Regions from separate parts of the Sus scrofa genome. Here region 1 is linked to region 2. The links are chromatin contacts, called in public promoter capture Hi-C maps. All regions are on one chromosome and are shown on one strand. Each heading gives the region's core, a stretch centred on a gene start, on an enhancer-like site or on the middle of the called end of the contact. The rest is flanking DNA. Distances are from core to core; before and after follow the strand shown. Region 1 holds the start of PKHD1L1 (fibrocystin-L). Region 2 holds the start of EBAG9 (receptor-binding cancer antigen expressed on SiSo cells).

Evidence for each region. Promoter capture Hi-C pulls out the DNA fragments that hold promoters and counts their contacts.
Region 1: a promoter capture Hi-C map of fetal liver shows a contact between it and region 2, with 2.1 times the contacts expected there. The contact joins the promoter of PKHD1L1 here to the promoter of EBAG9 in region 2. A contact is called at or near these places in 1 of 5 promoter capture datasets (fetal liver), 1 of 47 Hi-C or Micro-C datasets (embryonic fibroblasts) and 2 of 2 datasets of contacts at active chromatin or transcription factors (alveolar macrophages and skeletal muscle).

What each region holds. Positions count from the first base shown.
Region 1 is chr4:28,174,887-28,177,586 of Sscrofa11.1, forward strand. PKHD1L1 (fibrocystin-L) reads right to left here and starts at 1,445. Exons shown (of 82, transcript XM_021089012.1): 1 at 1,278-1,445. The coding sequence starts at 1,350.
Region 2 is chr4:28,012,480-28,015,379 of Sscrofa11.1, forward strand. It overlaps EBAG9 (receptor-binding cancer antigen expressed on SiSo cells), which reads right to left and starts at 1,491. Exons shown (of 7, transcript XM_013988048.2): 1 at 1,247-1,491.

The DNA.
Region 1 (2,700 bases), core at 195-2,694, 160 kb after region 2:
TTCATTCAACAAACAGTGTTAGGTTCCTGGGGATATAAAAATGTGTAACAGCCTCGACTCTCCAAAAGCTCAGCTTAGACAGTACAGAGTGATAGAAGAGACCACATGGGGCCATAGGTTACAAAGAAAGGACACTTCACCCATACTGCTTAGGTCATACTGGTTTTTGAAAGAATGGTGTCCTTGCTGCATCTGGAGAGCAAACAAGAATCAGCTAGACCTAACCCACTGTGGGAAAGCTAAAGGGAAGCCTCTGCTGAGTGAGCAGCTTCTCTGAAAAACTGAAATTAATGCTTTAAAACAAAGATATACAGTGGCTAAAACAAAGAAGGACTTTTCTGCTTCAACTATGCAAATGTGGTAATTATTAAACCCAGCAGCAAATTCTCAGAATAGGTGGAAGAATTTAAGTGGGGGCACAAAGAAAAGCCACAGAAACTGCAATGGATGTATGAGATAAAGAAATCATGACTTAGTTCATTCTTGCCTGAGAAAAGCTTAGGGTGGATTTCACCTACAATGGCAAAGCTCTCCATCATAAAGAAGGCTACCTGCCCTCACCCACCCCCAACCCCACACACACACCCAATGACGCTGCTTCAGGTCTGTCCTTGCCAAGAGCTCCAAGGCTGTTCCTGCTTGGCGCACATTTGTAACTATGAGCAGCCCACAGCCAAGAGTAGGAAACTCCAGCGAGGGAGCTGGATCCTATCTCATAGACACTGCTCCTCACCTATCTCAGGTTTATCCTCCCTGTTATCTCCATGGACAACTCCAATTTCTTATCTTATCAGTGTCTCCCCAGCCCTCTCCTGGGTATTACTTTGAAGGCACAGGACAGCTGCCCCTGGAAATGACTGACACCTGCCACAAAGCTCCATTCCTGTCCTAGTTGGAGACGTTGTCCTCCCTGAGTGGAGAAGGGACCCAAGAAGAGTGAGAAAAGGACTTCGGTTGTGTATCCCACCCGCAGCCAAATGTGGTTCTTTTTCAACTGAGTCACTTGGGATGGAGGGGGTGAGGTTCCATAATTCAAGCAGCAACCCTGGTGGCAAGAGCAGTTATCTCTCTGTTTTTCTATGACTGTGTGCATGGGTCTGTCTGTCTCAGTGTTAGCCTGCCCCCTGATCCCCAGGTTCCCAGGATCTCCATGCAGCGCATCCGCAGCCCTGTTCCAGGGCTGGAGCCAGGCGGTGCCGCCTCTACCGGGACCCCAGCAGCAGGGGTTGTTTCTACACGGACTTCTGCTTGCCTCCCTGGCGCCCCACCTGGGTTACCTGTGCGGGGGTACGCGACGCACAGCAGCAGCCCCCAAAGGCCCCAAGTTCCCCAAAGCCACAGGTGTTCCATCGCGGCGCCAGTTCAACAGAGTCCACGCCCGACGCTCGCTCGTGTCCGCTGCCAGCGCCCGGTCTCCGCTAGCTTGCGCGTCCGCCTCGCCTTGTTGGTCCACGCGCGCGCAGACTCTGCCGCCCCAGGACCCGCCCCGCCCCCGCCAGCCGCTGCGCCCCCGGGCTTGCGCGCAGACGCACACCCCTCCATTCTGGAGGCCCGCGGGCCGCAGCCACTCTGTATTAAACCTCCACACTGAAACTTTGGTGCTAATGCCCCAAACCTGTCTTCAAAGGTGTAACAGCACCCCCTCTTTTTTTTGTAAAACATCCATGGGCAACATTTCTGTCAATTCTGCCTTTTTTTCCCTCCCCCCTCATCTCTGCCCCCTCCTTCCTTCTTCCTTTCTTTCCTTCCTCTTTCTTTTTTCCCCGTTGCTGGACCTGTGTACTTTCATCTGCCTGTCTGCCTTGGTTATTAGTCATCCCCAGGTGGGCCTCAAGGTCCACCTAATACACAAACCCTGCACATTACCCCGTTCAGATTCATGTAAGTTCATGCCGTCCCTTTAATTGACAATCATACTGAGGTTTATTGATCTCTGGGCACCTTCCCAAACTTAAAGGACTGTTTCTCTTCTTATTATCCCCATTGTTACAAGCCCTACACTAAGGTGAAGGTTAAGTAACTTGCCTAAGGCCATACACCTAAGCGCAGGGGGACTACGGGGAGGGGACTCTGATCCCCTCCACTGCCCAGATTGGTGGGCGAATTTCTAGTGAGGGTGTGCAACGCTTAGGATATGCTTACACTAATAATTATTCATTATTTATCTGAAATTCGTATTTCTCTTGGCATTCTGTATTTTATTTATTTATTTATTTATTTTACTAAATCTGACAACTCTAATTGGTGGGGGGATGAGAAATAGAAAAGAGAACTAAAATGAGTAAAATAAATGAAATTAGTTCCTTGTTTTTCAGGAGTTTATATCTATCTCATTGGAGTTAAAATTTTTTTGTGTGAGATTTGGTTAATCATAGTCATGTCATAATAATTTAGCAGCATTACGGAAATATTCACTTTAGATTATTAGCTATGAAATGAGTAAAAGTATATATTTCAATATCAACAATAAAAATAAAATTTATATGTGGGAATTTCTATTTGTAGTTGTTTTGATTTCTTTCTGGTGCTTTCAAATTAAACTTAATTAAATTTCAGATGACATCACTAAAAATAATTTAAATGAAATTTTATTCAAAATGCTGACTTTTTCAGATGCTTTTAAATTTATGAATTTAAATGGAGTATGAGGCATAAGCTAAATGATACTAAAAAGAATATTTAAAATGCTTTTAGTATTAA
Region 2 (2,900 bases), core at 241-2,740:
TAAGGTTCAGAACCATGAAGCAACCTAATCTCAGGCCTTCTGGACAAACTACGTCTCTAGGAAATCAACAGTAATGATAGTTTGGCTATGTCAAGTGAAAAAGATTCACCTAAAATTTTAAAGAATGCTGCATTTGAAACGGAAAGATTAAATTTATCTTTCTTCTGTATCATTCCATGTAAACTGTGCATCTTTTGAGTACAGTTCCTACATCACAATTCCTTAAATAAACCAAACCAAGGTCTATGTTGTTACATACCAAATAGGTCATTCACTGCTGTATCTTTAAAACGTATTTTTGATTTTGAAAATGTTGAAACACCATACTATCTGATCCAATACAGATTATCCTCAAATTAAGCTTGTAACTCTCTGAGGTAAGCGAAGGTGTATTACAAGCCTCCAAAAATAAAATCTACCCAAACTCACTTAAATTTGAAAAAGCTGACTTCGGCAGCGGCAAGTGAAGGGGAACTAGAAGTAGAATGTGAGAGAGGGTTGTAAAGTCGGAACACCGGATCATCTCTGACAACTCAGTCAGGCCCTCAATACGTGACACCACTGAGGCTCTTACAAAGGCAGAGAAAAGTCTCCTGAAAGATTCAAACGTAAGGAGTTTTAGAACCAAAATGCTTTAACTTCAGATTACCCACCTGAAATTGTCTGATGAAAAAAAAAAAAAAATCATGCCCACTGTACAGATGAGAAAAGTGACAGGAGCGATTTCAGGTTACACAATCCGACGCCATGCGCACCGCCTTTTGTGAAACGCTCTTAATTGCTCCTAGTGGGTGCCCAGAAGGCTGGGAGTAGGGTTTTGAAAAAATCTGCCAGGGAAGGAGCAAGGCCTGTAGAGGAAGGGCAGGAAGAACGGGAAAATTTCCCTGTGGAGGGCAGATTTAGGGGCTCCGGGGTTTCTGGGCCGGCGCACCGCAGGCCAGTCCCCCACGCGTGAGCGTGGCATGGTGAGGGCTGCGCGCCAGCGGCCGCTTCGGGTCGCGATTCCCTCACCCCAGAGGTCAACCTGACCCGGAAACAGTACCCCAGAGTTGCAGCCGGCTAGGGTGGGGGGAAACTGGGCGGAGGGGCGAAAGGGAGGAGGAAGGACGCGAAGTGCAGGGCAGAAAGGAGGGCTAACCCAGGAAGGGCAAAGGACACTCCCCCTCCCCCAGGGCCCGGGTCAGAATCGGGGTGAGGGTGGGGGAGGGAAGCCCCTCGCGGGAGCGCGCGAGCCGCACACACTCACCTGCCCCTCCCCCTCCCCGCCCGCCCGGCGGAGGCTCCGAGCTGCCGCGGGCCGCGCGCGCACACAAGGCGCGCGCACGCGCGCTGCCGATCTCTTCCTCGAGCTCGCGCTCCTGCCGTTCAGTCCCAGTCCCGCTCATTCAAAGCCGGGCGCGCGCTCCGTCTCTGGCGCCGTTGCCGCCTTGCAACTGCCATAGCCGCCCCCTCCTTGGGAAACCCTCCCCCTGTCCCACCCCTGCCCCTCCTTCTTTGCCCTCTAAGGCAGCTCTCCGTAGTCCCAAACCTTCACTTCCGCACCCCGCCCCAAATCCTGCCTTGCCCAATAGGCGAGAGGCTGTGGGTCCGGCGTTGGAGCTGAGAGCCAATAAGCGCTGCGGGAGCGGGCAAGTGGCTGCGGCTGGCGTGGCAGCAGCCCCGGCTCAGTCTAGAGTAGTTTTTTTGTGACCGGTGCTGGCTGGACAGGCTGTTCTGTTGCGGAGTTCCTGGGCTCATGTGGTGGTGTCCTACTTTCTATACAGAGTGCTTTTGCTCCAACCATTCCCATTTTCGTTAAACCCACAGAATCCCCCTGCCATATGGGACCAAGAGAAATCAGTGTTTAGACTGTGAAAAGTTAGGGCACCCCCGCTGTCTTAGGATGATGAGTCTGAGTAGGCCAGATCTCAATCATTCCACCACTTTAGGGTGGAAGAGTTCAGTTCAGGATTTATGTTCCTTCAAGCAATTTTTTTACTCCTCCAAGTAATCCAAGGAAATTGGATTTCCTCTAACTGAAAGTTAAAAAGTGGCACTTCACCGTGTCTCTGCGTTTGTTACTGGGTTCCAAACTAAGAAGTTCTGTGGTTCTCTTTTTGAAATCTGATTCTTTTTTGTTTCTTCTTAAACATTGTGCTATTAAAAGGCAGACATCTTTTGCTATTGTGGGCAAAGGGCCCTCATAAAATTTATCTGCTCTATTGATGCATTGTGACTGGTGAGAGAGGTTGAAAGTTTATATGATCAAAGGCTGAAAGCTGTTCATGCAAATTGTTCCTTAACCAGACTTTTTCTACCTGTTTTTTAGTTACAGTTACCTTTGTTCTGTCACCCTGATCAGCCCTTACCTACCCACTTAACTTTCTAGTACCTCTATTCCCACTCCCACTCCCACCCCACTCCACCCCACCCCAATCTGTACCACCTTTCTGTTAATAACTTAACTTGTTCATCCCCAAGAAGGGAAGAAAGAATGTTTCTCACTGTTGCTCTGGAATGATTCTGTGTAAACTTGGATAAATTATTCCATCTCTAAACCTCAGTTTCCTCCTTGGTAAAATGGCCACAATAGGGTCGGTCTACTTCATGGGTAATGTTTACAAAGCTTTTAGGGCAGAGTCTGACACAGACCAGACATTCACAGATAAGAACTATTACCAAAAAAAAAAAAAACAAAAACCTGTTACCACCTGCTAGTAGTGCTATGTTACTACTAGATCATTCCCAGTGACTACACCTCCCTAAGTCCACTTAACCCTCTGCAGTCCCTTAAAGGGTCACTTGACCTTCAGCAGATCTGTTCTAATCTTTAATCTCTTCAAATACCTAAATTCAATTAATTCAAAATTTCCAGAATTTTTTTGGATTTTAAAAATCCAATAATCTAAAATAGCCTACAT